Regions from separate parts of the Ovis aries genome. Here region 1 is linked to region 2. The links are chromatin contacts, called in public Hi-C maps. All regions are on one chromosome and are shown on one strand. The core of a region is the stretch at or near the end of the contact, and the rest is flanking DNA. Distances in the headings are between cores, read along the strand shown. Region 1 holds the start of TASOR (transcription activation suppressor). Region 2 holds the start of APPL1 (adaptor protein, phosphotyrosine interacting with PH domain and leucine zipper 1).

What was found. A called contact is a pair of places that touch in the nucleus more often than the background predicts.
Region 1: a contact with region 2 is called in a Hi-C map of skin fibroblasts, with 1.7 times the contacts expected there. The contact joins the promoter of TASOR here to the promoter of APPL1 in region 2. A contact is called at or near these places in 3 of 16 Hi-C or Micro-C datasets (skin fibroblasts and tail adipose tissue).

What each region holds. Positions count from the first base shown.
Region 1 is chr19:44,435,878-44,442,921 of ARS-UI_Ramb_v3.0, reverse strand. It overlaps TASOR (transcription activation suppressor), which reads right to left and starts at 1,297. Exons shown (of 24, transcript XM_027958265.2): 1 at 712-1,297. The coding sequence starts at 1,039.
Region 2 is chr19:43,972,651-43,980,298 of ARS-UI_Ramb_v3.0, reverse strand. APPL1 (adaptor protein, phosphotyrosine interacting with PH domain and leucine zipper 1) reads left to right here and starts at 5,058. Exons shown (of 22, transcript XM_027958257.3): 1 at 5,058-5,246. The coding sequence starts at 5,193. It overlaps HESX1 (HESX homeobox 1), which reads right to left and starts at 4,936. Exons shown (of 6, transcript XM_042236046.1): 1 at 4,780-4,936; 2 at 963-1,099. The coding sequence starts at 978.

The DNA of each region.
Region 1 (7,044 bases), core at 48-2,547, 470 kb before region 2:
AAAAGACCTCTGTTTTTTTCATAGGGAAATTACTGCACCAAGAACCTACCTTCCCCATCTTTTCAGATACAACAAAAAACAAACTAAGGCTTGGATTTAAAAAGAGCCCTATCTAGCGCTTCAAAAACAGGGCGGGGGACAAAAAAACTACATGGAAATGAAGTGTGATGGAAAAAGGCAGTGTGCATGAATCACATCTAACGGAGATTTCTAAACAAGGGAAGACGCTGACATCGATCAAATTTCAAGTAGACATAGAGCTGAAGAATTTCCACAGGGAGAAGCACTTGTGGTCCTCGCAATGCAATGGCCTTGGAGAAAGCCCCAGAATCCATGGCCACGGGTTATTTCCACATTGAGACGTCTCAGAAGCATCTTTAGAGGAGGACACATCAGCTTCTCTGCCTTCAGGGGCTGGGAAGGAGGGGCGCCGAGCACCATCTTTCCTCTCTGGGAGCTGCAGCCTTACGGACAAGCTTCGAAACGGCTACTTCCAACTTCCACGGGGAGAGGGGGAGCAGGGAGCGTGATTCCACCGCTTTCCTCTCGCACCAAGCGCAGCAGCTGGGCGGCCGAGGCTGAGGGGAGAGGCGGCTGGCGCTGCATGCGTGTTTACGTGTCTCGGATGGGTGTGGGAAGGAGACAGAGAGGTTCTAATGAAAAGATGGAGGGGAGAGAGAAAGAGGGGTTGGGAAAGAGGGGAAGCACCACCTTTCTTTTCTCTGCTCTTCCTGGGGATCTGAAAACTCCTCCTAATGGGTCTTTCGGGCTCTTCGGGGCCTTTGGGCAGTGCAGCCGCGCCCGCCTCAGAGGAGTCCTGAGGCTGCTCGTGGCAGAGGCTCGGGGCGGCCTCGGAAGCCGCGGTCTCCTCAGGCCCGGCGCCGCCGCCGGGCTCCGCGATGCTGAGGCCGCCGCCATTTTGTGGGGAGGACTCAAGCTCCGGAAGCGTCTGCTTCATCTCGTCGTCTCCGCCGCCGCCGCCACTTTCCCAGTTCGCGTCCGTCGGCGGAGAGACCTCCGCCTCCGCAGCAGTCGCCATCTCGCCGGCGTGAGGAGCTCCGGGAAGCTTCGGCCGACAAGGTCGACGGGGGTGGGGGGAAGGGGCGGCAGGCCGGCCTCGCCGCCAAGCTGCTCTCAGCCCACCGACCCCCTTCCCCCCGTGGCCGCGGGCCGCTATCCCCGCCCAGCAGCCTCTCGGGGGCCCTAAAGCGGGCGCCCCAACCGTGCCTCCCGGCCCCGGGAGCCGCTCCTCGCTCGGGCAGTTCTTCAGCCGGCCCCCGCCACTCAACGTGCTGGCGTCGGGGCCTGGAGGGGGCGGGGCCATCACGGAGCGCTCCGCCAATGAAGACGCGGCGCCCGCCTCCGCGGGTGCGGATAGACGGCGCCAGCGGGCGGAGTCTCGGAGCGCCGGAGCCCGCCAAAAGGGGCAACCGCAACGCCCGACGAGTACCTCGACGCCGCTCCCGGCTGCGGGTTAGGTGGGTCTCATGGCGAGCTGCGAGATCCCGGAGCGCGTTCGGCCAGTGCTGCAGGCGAGGGAGGCGTGCTGTGCCAAGTCCTGGGAACGCAGGCGTCGCCTCTTTCCGGGCAAGATTACCTCTCTTCTCCGCGCACGACTTGCATCGGCCAGAACCGAATAGAGGCAGTGGTTGTGGGATGATTCCGGCTTTGTGAAATATTTGCATGCATATAAAGGCTTGAAGTGGTGATATGATAGTGACTGCAGCGATAAGAGCCTGAAAGCCACGGGGGCCCGCTTCAGTGACCTGTTATTCCCACTGGATCTTACATTTTTACAACAGATTACTCCCACCCACCCCCCTATTTTTATCTATAAGGGTTAGAAAAGGTGGCACGCCTCCAGCAAGCTGTAAATTCCTTGGTCCTTTGATTTGACTTCACAGCCTAATGTTAACAGGATTTGGTTCTGGGGAGCTTGAGAAGGGCTGCCGGCTTTTAGATTTTCCATTGCTGTTTCAGTTTTCCTATAGCTAGTGTATATTAAAGAAAAATACAAACATTTGCAGCTACGTTAAAAGATATACAGCAAGCGATCGTTTTACCTTAAAACAACTAGACAGTCAAGTTAGAAGACCTTTTAAATAGCTTTGGCTGGTTAGGTTGAAACTATTTGGGCCATGGTGAATACAGAAATTATTTCTTACATTCTTTCTATATGCTAGGCACTGTACCTAGCGATTTATGTATACTATGTACATTAAATCCTCACAACAGATGTTAGGAAGATGCTATTATGCACTATTTAAAATAAGTGTTGCAGTTAGGAGTATGGGATTAATAGAAACACACTTGGCAGCTCAGAGGTTTAAAGCGTCTGCCTGTAATGCGGGAGACCTGGGTTCGATCCCTGGGTCGGGAAGATCCCCTGGAGAAGGAAATGGCAACCCACTCCAGTACTCTTGCCTGGAGAATCCCAGGGAAGGAGGAGCCTGGTAGGCTACAGTCCATGGGGTCACAAAGAGCCGGACACGACTGAGCGACTTCACTTTCACTATATATATCAAATAGATAAACAAGAAGTATTTACTGTATAGCACATGGAATTCAATATCTTGTAACCTATTATAGAGAAGAATCTGTAAATCAACTACAGTTCATTTACTACAGTTGTAAATCAACTATATAGATAGATAAAATGTTGCAAGACAGAACAAATTTTAATAAAGTGAGAATCTGAAGCCAGGTCTATTTAGCTCTAAATAAAGTACTAGCCCTTGCCTTTTTTTTTTTTTTTAAACTTTTAACTGGAGGATAATTACTTTACAATATTCTATTGGTTTCTGCCATACATAAAAATGAATCAGCCATAGGTATACTTATGTCCCCTCCCTCTTGAACAACCCTCCCACTGCCTGCTTCTCTTAAGATCTAATATTCACAGCAGCTCTAGAGGTATCTTTATGCATTTTATATATGGAGAAATGAGGATTGACATTTTGCTCCATCTCCAAGCAGTAGGATCAGCATTGGGACCCATATCTCTATGCTCAAACTCCAGGTGTTGACTGACTAAATGTTTAATGATAATAAAACCCTGGGCCTTGCCGGTGGCTGCTGCTAAAAGAGCATTCCTAAGGACAATAGCAAAATTGGATTCCAATGTCCTGTGATAAATATATCTGTTTCACAGCTTATAAGAAAAGCTGCTCATGACTTGCCCAGCCTATTTGAATAAGCTCAGTATATCATAGGAAAGTGAGTATAATATAAAACAATTATTCTTCTTCGTAAATAGTTAATGTAAAAACATTTTAAAATACTGATAAAAATACTAGGGCCAAGCTGACACAAAAATGCTATGTTATTTTAAGTTAAAAGTTGCCCTCGAAGTTGGGAAGAAAAGGCTTTACTTGATAGTAGAGGCTGCAGGAGATCAGAAACTCAGGTGTTAGGATCTCTAAAAGGTAATTTTGTTGTTGATTCATTAATGTGAAGTCGCTCAGTTGTATCTGACTCCTTGAGACCCCGTGGACTATAGCCCACCAGGCCCCTCCATCCACGGGATTTTCTAGGCAAGAGTACTGGAGTGGGGTGCCATTTCCTTCTCCAAGGGATCTTCCCAACCCAGGGATTGAACCCAGGTCTCCCACATTGCACGCAGATTCTTTACTATCTGAGCCACCAGGAAGCCATATGCATATATCAACAGATACTCAGTATGTCCATGGGGCTGGGGGGTTAAGGGTAATACCAGTAATATATAAGGTTCTGAAGCAAGAGCTACCAAAGGTTAAAAGACATTAAATCTACATTGTCCCCTACCCTCAGTAACAGACAAAACACCACCGCAGAAATAAACTAGAGAATGGTGAGGTAGTATATAACTAAATATGCAGGGACCACAATTGCCATTTTACATTGAAAACAGAAAAAAAAAAAAAAAATCCAGTTCAACTCTTCATTTTAAAAATAGGAGGGACTTCCCTGGTGGTCCAGTGTCTTAAGATTCCGCACTCCCAACGCAGGGGCCCTGCTTCCATCCCTGGTCAGGGAATCAGATGAATGCCATAACTAAAAGATCTCTCAGGTTACAACACAGACCTGGCCCAGTGCAGCCAAATAAAACAGCTTTTAAAAATGCACCACTCAACTAAAAAAAAATACATTTTTGAAAGAAGGGAGAAGGGGAGAAATACATTAGGATTTCAGGATTTAAATATTCACACTATATAAAACAGATAACCAACAAGGATCAACTGTATAGCCAGGGAACTATACTCAGTATCTTATAATAATTTATCATGGAAAAGAAATCTAAAGTGTATGTATATACATACATATATGTGTATATACACATACACACACACATATATAGCTGAATCACTTTGCAATATACCAGAAACTAACATAACAATGCAAATCAAAAACATTTCAATATAAATTTTTAATTAAAACATTAAAAATATATATATAGAAAATCATGCTGGAAGCTGTTGTTATTACCCAATATTTCAACCAAGAGTGCAACAGCAGTATCTTAAAAATCATCCAGAAAGCCCACACAGAGATTCTAGAAGGATCCCTATGTTTCAGAACAGAGGAATTAGAAACTCCCTGATGCTGATCAAATCAACTAGTTTTATAGTTACAGAATTCACACATAAAAACAAAAGCATTAATAACAATACCTTTGAAGTGAACAAAGCCACTAAAAAGATTTGACTGTAATAGCAGTGTTTAACATTTGTAAACAATTTCATGTTTTGTTTCCAGGTAAAAGATGCTATTTGATGCTCACAAGTACCTGCTTCAAGCATACAGCTAGGAGACCGTTTTTTTTTTTTTAAAGCTTCCATTGATCAGCAGCAGGGAAAGATAATAAAGGCCAGTCAACCAACAAAATTCTATAAAGCAATTATCATTCAATTAAAAAGTAAATAAAAAATTTTTTAATCCACAAGAAAAATAAGGCCATTCAACAAAACCACCACTAATCCAACTCACAGAACCTTAAGGAGATTAAATCAGTTCAATTCATTCATTTTATGAATAAGGTCAGTGCTATAAACCTACAACTCCACTGCCTATTCAGATGCATTAAAGACATGAAATTGCCATTCTTTCCCTTATGCTTGAGCTACAAAAATAATAATTCTTCCACAGAGTCACCTTCTTTCCCCCCAAGAACTTATATTACTCACTGAGCAAGTATTTCCTGGGAGTGTCCCAAGGAAGTATAAGACCCTGACAACAAACTGGGTTGAAGTTCATCATGGTTAATGTCTGGGAGGAAAGACGTCCATGCAAAGAAGAGAAGGCACAAAAGGAATCCTCAGTTAGAAATAAGAATAAGCTTAGGGATGAGCTTGCATGTGAGTAGCCCTTCAGTTACACAGCTGACTCGTAACCACACATCTCAACTAAACCCAGGAGTCACGAGCTGTTACTAAGGTTTGTTTTGGTTTCATTTCTAAGATTTTTTTTTTAATTGAATATACTTCAATTGACCTACAACACTATGTTAGTTCCAGGTGTACAACATAGTGATTCGCTATTTCTATACATTACAAAATGATCACCACTTTTGTCATTTGAGTCAAACCCATCTAAGATTTCTGTTACACGTAATACCATGAATGAATCTCACAGGCATGATGTTAAGTGAAAATAAGTCAGACACAAGAGTATATACTGCATGATTCCATTCGCATGAAGTACAAGGGCAAGACAAAAATAGTCCATGATAATAAGTCAGAACAGTGGTTCCCTTATGTGTCTGTAGCAGGGAGGTGTGTGAGGAGGTACTGAGTCAAAGGGGATATGAAAGAATTTTTGAAACAATGAAAATATTCTACATCTTGATTTAGGTGATAGTTACAAGGGCAGTACATAAATATATATATTTGTTGAACTCTACATTTGAAAGTTGTGTGTTTTACTGTATGATGTTTTTCAGTTCAACATCGACAACCAGAAACGCTTCTGCAGGTTCTCATTACTCAAGGGACAAAGATAAGAATTCTTCCTGGGGCTTAGAGAGTCCTGCTAATCCTGACCCTTTTCTACTTTCCTCTCCACTCCTGTTCCCTAAGCTCCTGGGTGCTTCCCCCGTCTGGCCCCCTCGCTGGGCTCCCCTGGCCACGTGATCAGGCTCAGCACACACTGCTTCCCCAGTGTGGTGTGCTCTTCCTCATCCTCATGAGCGCCTCCTGAGCTTCTTTTGGCTGCAGCTTCACTTCCTTGTGTAAAATTCCTTGATCACCCTCCTCTCATTTGAGGTTGGTTCCCGCTGTGCTTTCACAGAACCTTGTTGTTTTCAGGCTGTTTACCTTTCACTTCCCTCAGTTTGTAATGACTCCCTCATTTGTGGAATTCTCTCTCTCGCCTCCCCCCGCCCCCACCCCACCCCGGCTAGAACCTATGTATAATCAGCTCCATGGGCTGAAGAGCAATGTCTGGGTTTGCTTACCATAATGAGCCTGGCGCAGTGCCTAGAACACAGTGCCTGGAACACAATAGGTGTTTATGAAATCTGTTTTGACTGCCAAGGGCAAAGTGGCTATCTAATCTTTTCTTTTCTGGCAAGAATTTCACATAACCTGATTTGGGTTTACCACATTAAGTGTTTACTGGTATATCTTGCTTTAAGCAAACTTCATTATATGCAAATGTAGACTCCCAAAATATAAATTCGGGTGTGTCTATCAAATGCCGTTGAAATGCCTTATGTAAATTCACAATGCCTTTTACTGCATTTGAGAAGACAGATGAACATCATTTGCCAAATCCAAGATTTGTTGAAATAAAAAGGATTTAATAATTGGGAGTGATTCTCCTGTATTATCAGCTGGGTGACCAGTAGAGTTCCAGGTATAAGATCGTTTACACCACTGCTGTTTCCATCTGAAGAAAGACAAGGTTATACTAACTTCACATGGTGGCTGGTGAAGTTTTCTAAGAAGAGGATGGTGCTAAGGACATGAGTTACACAAAGCCAAAAAAAAAAAAAAAAAAGAAAATCTCAAGAGCAAGTGGTATATTGCAAAAGTGCCAATAGTGGTGAAATGTGTGGAAAAAAAAATT
Region 2 (7,648 bases), core at 3,809-6,308:
TATCTAGTTTCTCCAACATTTGTTTCAAATCACAACCTCAATTAAAAGTGTTTTTATCCAAAATCAGGGTAGAAGTCAAAATCCTCACTTAGGCCATTAGGCTTTACATGATGTTACCTCCTCTTCCTCCTCCCCAACAGATTCCTCCACCCTGGCTCGCAGCTTTCCTGATACTCTGATCTCTATGCAATCCTTCAAATAGAAAGGCCACTCCTGCCTTAGGGCATAGTGCCTCTATCCTGGTTGTTTCTTTTCCTGAAACACTTTTTCCTCAGATGTACTCATTGCTCACTCCAGTGACTCCTTCACATTTTTGTTCAGATGCCATCTTTTCAATGAAGTCTACTCTGACAAGCTTATTTAAAACTGCAACTGCTCTTCACCTCATTTTCCCTGTTTTCCATAGGACTCCCCTCTTTCTGATATACTTTATTTCTTATACTGCATATTACGTTTATATTTCATTGTCCTTCTTCCTACCATTGCCACTAAACTGTAGCTCCACAAAGGCAGAGGTTTTTAACATTTTGTTCATTACCTAATATTTACTGAATGAAGACATCCATTTTCTGAGGCAGTTTAAAATCCCAAAACTAAATTTAGGGCACCATCTAGTGTTTTTGGTAGGATGTGCTGATTTACTGTGAGACTTAACTACGTTGGTGGTGGTTTAGTCGCTAAGTCGGGTCTGACTCTTGTAACCCCACGGACAGTAGCCCGCCAGGCTCCTCTGTCCATGGGATTCTCCAGGCAAGAGTATTGGAGCGGGTGGCCATTTCTTTCTCCAGGGGATCTTCCTAACTCAGGAATCGAACCCAGGTCTCCTGCATTGCAGACAGATTCTTTACCAACGGATCTATGAACAGTACTCGTATACTCAATTATCAGTAACTCTTTTTACTGCCCTCTGTAGTACTATAAAAAGTTAAAAAACAAGAAGTAAAATGATTTCAATACTTTACCAGTCATGGGACTCATTGGCTTCTCTAACAGCAATCTCTTTTCCAATGACTTGCCTATTGCTCCCGAGAACTTCTGGGGAGTAGTAATGTCATGTAGGTCTGTGTCTTTTAACCTTTGGGAATCTCCCCTCTCCCCACTGCCAAAAAACAAAGATCAAAAAACAGAGTAACAGCCTTTGCTGGTTTTGTACCTACACCGTTTCTCCAGAATAACACAATATATATTTATTGATTAATTTTTTTTTTTTTGGCAGCAAAAGTCTCCAAATCAATGATAAAACACTAGCAAGGATAACGGTAATATTATTTAAAATACTATCCATATTCTCTACAACAATGAGGAGGGTCTTCTGATTTAGAAAATAATGGTTTCTTTAGTTATGATAAAGAGGGGGAAATGAAGAAAATAAAAGCCGCTTTAAAAGCATTAAAACATTTAAAATGAAAAGAATACTTAGCTTATTTTTACTGGAAACTTATTGTGCCCAGCACTATTCTGAAAGCTCATTAAACATCTTCTGGACTCTACTATGTAGGTTCTCTACATTAAGCCCCACTTTTTAGATGACAAAATGGAGACACAGAGAAATCAAGTAACTTGCCTAAAGTGTCATAAAACTAGTAAAGACTGAAGCTAAGATTCCAAGTCAACTAGGCTGACTCCACAGTCCATGTCCATGAGCTCATGCTCATGCTTTTATTCATCTCCCCAAAGAAACAGAAATAATGCTGCTTGGTTTCAAGGTTCTCAGATTGGTCAAAAAAAATTAGTTTACAATGTCCTCATCTTCCAAAAATGAATCAAGGCGACCGTAAAAGAAACAGCCATATACAATTATCCTAGAAATAAAGTTTCATTCTTTTCAGAGTCAAGAAGTAGAAGCTCTGGAATTGGCCTTTCTAAGGATTTATGCTTTAGCCATATATATATAATCTAAGGATGCTGTGGCAAACAGCAAAAACAACAACAGTATTAATATTAAGATCAAAGGCCAGAGGGTGGCTTGCACTGGCACAATGAAGAATCTGATAGTCCTGGTTGCTCAACCACCTCTTTTTGCAACACATTCCTCAGAACATTTTATTCTACTCCCACTGCCCAAAGCTTTTCCCACCTCTACCACTGGTTCAAATGTTTTAGAGTAGATGGAAGTGACTCAGGATCCCCAATTATCAATTAATATACTCTTGAATTTTGTTCAACTCAGACGTAAGAAAAAAACCTGAATTATCTGTTAAAGTGAGTCTCATTAAGGAGTGATTTATTAGGTAACATCTAGAAGTATTTGCAGTATACATTATGCTCTTGAAAGGAGTATCAATTACACCAGAATTTGAGATTGATGGAGTCTTTCAGGGGATATTTTTAAGAAGTAGGATTCCCAAGCTCTCTAGATGATTCTGGAAATGGTGTCCCTCTCACCACCCTCAGCTGGAACTAAAGACTCTTTCCTAAATGTTTACTTGACTCTTTAATAGTCTAAAACACACGGTGATTTGGGTAAGGGAAATGGTTATCTTCCATTCTAGAGAGAGATTTTCAACATGCGGTTTGAGGATGAGCTGCTTTGGACTCACCTGCAAGATTCCCAGCCCTACCTCTGACCAATGGCATCAGACTCTTCTGCTGGGCTGAAGATAGGATAATCTGTATTCTAACAACCTCCCCCAGATGACTTTTATGTGTGCGTAAGTTTGGTAACCACTAACCTAGGGGGATCATTTTAAAAAATAAAACACGAGTGTCATTTTGGTTATTGGATTCTTTCCTATAATACCACAGACCAGAACTTCAAGAAGTATCATGTAAAAACCTAATTATAAGAAGATCAAATATAATTTTAAGAGACTAATAATTAACAAATCTACTTACCAAACTGTACATCTTTTTATTGTAAATTATATGTGTGAAACGTCTCAGTGAATTCTTTGGCGGATGTCATTTAATCCTGCCTCGCCTTCCATAAAATTAACTAGCTGGCCAAAGTTTTTTTTTTTACTACCCACACGTGAGTCTCTAGGAACCCCTGAGGCATACTCTGAACAAGCCTCATTTCCTCTATAAAAGAAATCGAGTTTGGTCAACTGTACAGAACTTAGGCTAATTAAACTTATACTAGCTATCAAAGGAAACTGCAATCTTGCAACTTCAGGCGTGTTTTAAAATAGGAAATACAATTATTTTTCTGGATGAGCAGACTGAATAATAGCTTAAAGCTACAGAATCCAAGTAGAAAGCCTTTTAAGAGTCTTTCTAGTTTTATAATTTGACTGAACTGCCTCTCCACACAACTGAATAGTCAACTTGTTTTTGTTTGTTTTTTAATCAGTTGAACCCAGGAAGAATTCCTTGCTCCTCTCTGATAATATAATAGCCTCTTGAGAACCCTTTACAAAAATACAGTTTAGAAGCATGGAACATACAAAAAAGGAAACCATTTAACTTGATAATACCCCACCCAGGTAATTCAGATACCTAAGATAATTTTTCATTGGAATTATTTAGCTTGGCCAAAACGCCAAACTTCAGTTACACCGTATAATTACTCTTCTTTCTTACACTTTTTTTCCATTTGTCACTTACTCCTGATTCTCATCAATTGTCACTAACTTTCTTTTCCTTCACTTACAATCTAATCACAGTTCAACCAAGAATGTCACTTACTGTGAAAGTCTTCTTAATTCAGAGTCAGGTTGCATGCCACTGTGCTGATAGAGTAGACAAGAAATGTCCAAGGCCAGAGTTGTGCTGCTGAGATCTGTACCATGCCGATGCCAGGTACTTTCAAGCAGCTGGCAACCAGTAACACTGTAGGAACTGACTCCAAACTACCTTTCAGAAACTAAAGATCTCATATACAGAGTGACTCGCTGATAAACAATTTAAGGGGAGAGCCCTTACTCAAAGTTATTGAAAGCTATGAATAATCCCATGAAACTACATTGCAAGTCTACTTGGGAAAACTTTTTAAATTTGATTTTTCCTTTAAGAGATTCTGGGAAAATCTCGTATTTTAAAGTAACTTCCATTCCAGTTACTGTATTTGGATTTGTTCCACCGTACCTGGATTCATTCCAATTTATCTGTGGAACTGGGCAACTAATAGTCTTTATTCGGCATTTCTTATATTTCTTGAATGAAAATGGGATGGACTAGTGGGATTAATGGCTAGGTATTTACAAGACACTAGTAATTCTGCCATTTTCTCTGTATAAAGATTCTTCCATGAAGAATCTGGACACAAAGATGGACAAAAGAGGCAGGAGTTCTAATCCAGATCAAGTTCTAGAAGTACAGCTCACCTTATCTCTCTTATTAAAAAAAAGTTAGATGCTGAAGAAGCTATTTAAATATTCTTCCAAAACTTTAACAGAAATGCTAAAATCAGTTACTAACATAATAAATCAGTGTACCCTGACTTTAAAAAGATATTTTCACTTATGATTAATAAGAAATATGGAAGTCTGAATTGCGGCATGTCAGTCTCTCAAGGACAGCTAAGAACTGATGAATTGGCAGCAAAGTCGGGTTTTTCAATGCATATATTGATACCCAAGTGCTCAGAAAAAATTCTTTTCGAGTCTACTATCCACGAATTTACCAGAAAGCCAAGTTAACAACACAGCTAATCTCGCAGATATCTGAGTTAGCCAGCACCATTTTGCTGGAGAGGGGAGACTGGACACTGCGGGCAGTTGAGAAGGTTATAATCTTTGGAAACTAAAGGCGCCTGCAGAGAGGCCTCTTTCGTGGTCTCTGACGAAAAACGTTGAGGGAGAAGTAAAACAGCCCCAATTTCCCCAGAACGGTCCTCACTCGAAGCTCTGGTTCCAGGAGACGCACGCTTTGCTGAGGTAAGACGGTCCCCTACGATTTATAGCCAATCGCTCGCGAAGGGTAGGTGTCGAGGTGCGCAAAGAAGGCCGCCTCAGCCGCCTTCGCCTCCTCCAAGTCCCTGCATCTCAGCGGAGCCGGGAGCAGCGAAGGAACCTCCGGGCTAGCCCCGCTGCGCTGACGGGCGTCGTCGTGAGCCAATGAGCGGGCAGGGAGGCGGAGCAGGCAGGCCGGCGGGGCGGGATTTCCCGCGCCATCGCGCGGCCGCTCGGCGCCCGGCGAGGGCGGTGGAGCCAGCGAGAGAGGGCGGGTCGGGGTCAGCTGCTGCAGGCGGGCGGGTGCGGGGAGCTGTGGGCGGCCGCCTCGTCTCTTGCCGCCGCCCTCCGTTTGCCACGATGCCGGGGATCGACAAGCTGCCCATCGAGGAGACGCTGGAGGACAGCCCACAGGTTAGGCGGCGGGAGGCGAGGGAAGGAGCGGGGCTGGCAGATTCCAGGCCTGGCCCCGCCGCGGCCGCAGGTGCCCGCCCTGGCCCAGGTGGGCGCCGCCCCCCAGTATCCCTGCCGGTCGCGGGCGGCGCCCGGAGCTGCCGAGGCCGGGCCGCCCTCCCGAGGCCCGCGTGGGCCTGCGTCGCTGGGCCGAGAGCCGCGCTCGGGGTCTGGGAGTCGGCGGGCGGCGACCAAACCGCCGCCGCCGTGGCTGATGGGCCCGGCGGTCGCTACGCGCCCGGGGCTCCCTGGTATTTGACAAAAGATGCTTTTTAATTGCCGTGATGTGAGGTGATAAATCCAGATCCTGGAATTTTCTTTTCGAAAACCTCTTCGGAGGAAATGCAGGAGGAAAAACGACCCTGTAGACTTAATGATTTCTGATCAAGCTAGGGAAGGAAATGGACAATTTTGAGGGAAAAATACTGAAAGTCTGTTGATTAGCCCGCGCGGAAAGCCGTCGGCGAAGCCCGTCACGGATCCCGGAGCCTCCCGGCCGAGCGTCGTGACCCTGAGTGCAGCCGCTGTCACTCGGGCCGTGCATGCCGAGAGGTGGACGGCGCCTTTGCGGCTCCACGACTGCTGCGCCCGGGTTGCAGACTTGGCTCTAGTAAACTCATCAAAATAAAAGCCCCATGTTTTGTGCATTGGGGATGATGCTGGTGTGGTTGCTCTAGCTTAAGATAGTCTCTTCCTTAAGATAGGAAGACGTAACAGGGACTTATGTTTTCAGTGCTGAAGAATGAAATCAGCTATGTTAAAAAAAAAACATGCTAGTAGGGGCTGAAACTTGGGCTGAGAAACTTCATCCCTGGGCCTGTCTTCTTACACAATAAGGGATTCGAGACGAAGTTGCTCTTGGGCTACCACTTAGAATGAAGACAGTTTTCTGAAATGTTCATTTAGAACTACAGTTGCAGATATTTCCTGTGTCTTAATGGTTTAAATGACTCCAGAAGAACAGGAGGGAGAGGCTAGATCCCACTTTCCTGTATGACTTGTCTGCCATGGATATGGTGCTAGTTTTGACTGCCAGGTTGGAGTTGGGCTCTGATTGTAGAATTGATTGGGCTTTTTTTTACGCTGAAAGTTATCTTCACAGGCCCGATCCCTGCTGGTAATGTACTCTTATCAGCCTATACTGACACAAAGAGAGACCGACTTGGCTTATTTTGACTGCCAGAATAATAGCCAGTTCAAATATTTAATGACTTCCGTAGTATAAAGTTATAAGCTACATTTGTTTCAGATGTTTAGCAAAAATTTTGTGGGATGCATTGGTCAGGTACACTTTGTCGTTTTACTTTTTTATAAGACTCAACAGGCTGCCTTACCTTTCTTCTCTTCCCTGGCCTGGCTTTTATAGCTGCTCATAAAGACTGCCCAGAATGGGTTTCACAGTGCCCTTAGCCATGACTTATGAGGAGGGTATAATGTTAACTTATCTAATTTCTTGATTTTTTCACACAGTAAGTTTACAACTTGAGCATTAGGTTTTTGTATTTTTTTTCTGTTTTTTACAAGCATGTGCCATATTAGTATTAATTTTTAATGAAAGAGCCACATTGATAGTCTTTCAATTTCTAGAAGTAATAAATCTGAACTAGTTAATATTTATTTGGGAAAGTTAATTGGGACAACTGGGATTTAGAAAGGGAAAACACTGGGAAGCGATTCTAGGAGAAAACTTGTGGCAAGAATGAAAGCCCTGGATTTGGGATTTAGGATATAGTCTTTACTGCCAGTTGGTACCTTCTACTTTATGGCAAGTCACTTAACTCTCTAAATTTCAGCTGTTATAGATAGTGAAATTTTAGTCTTTGTACTTGATTATAAAAATAATAGTTGTTTGCTTCAGAAAAATTAAAGGTACAGAAAGCACAATTACCTGTCCAGCACTCGGGAGTAAACTCTGTTAATGCTTTGCTTTCTTTTTTGTGGGTTTTTTTCCTTTCTCTTACACCTTTTAATGTGATTGAGATTATATTGTGTATAATGATTTTTATTTGGCTCTAACTACACATGATAACTTAAGTATCTTCACACATTATCACATACTGAATAAACAACTCAAAGGTCGTGTGTTTCCTTGACTGGCTTAATATGGTTGTCCTGTTGTACTTTTGTAGTTTATATAGAGAGCTCAGATTAATGCTTTGGGATATAAATTTTTGTTCTTCTCTAGACTGTTTATCTAGCATCAGTTCAGGTCAGTCGCTCAGTCATGTCCAACTCTTTACGACCCCATGGACTACAGCATGCCAGGCCTCCCTGCCCATTGCCAACTCCCAGAGTTTACTCATATTCCTGTCTATTGAGTCAGTGATGCCATCCAACCATCTCATCTTCTGTCATCCCCTTCT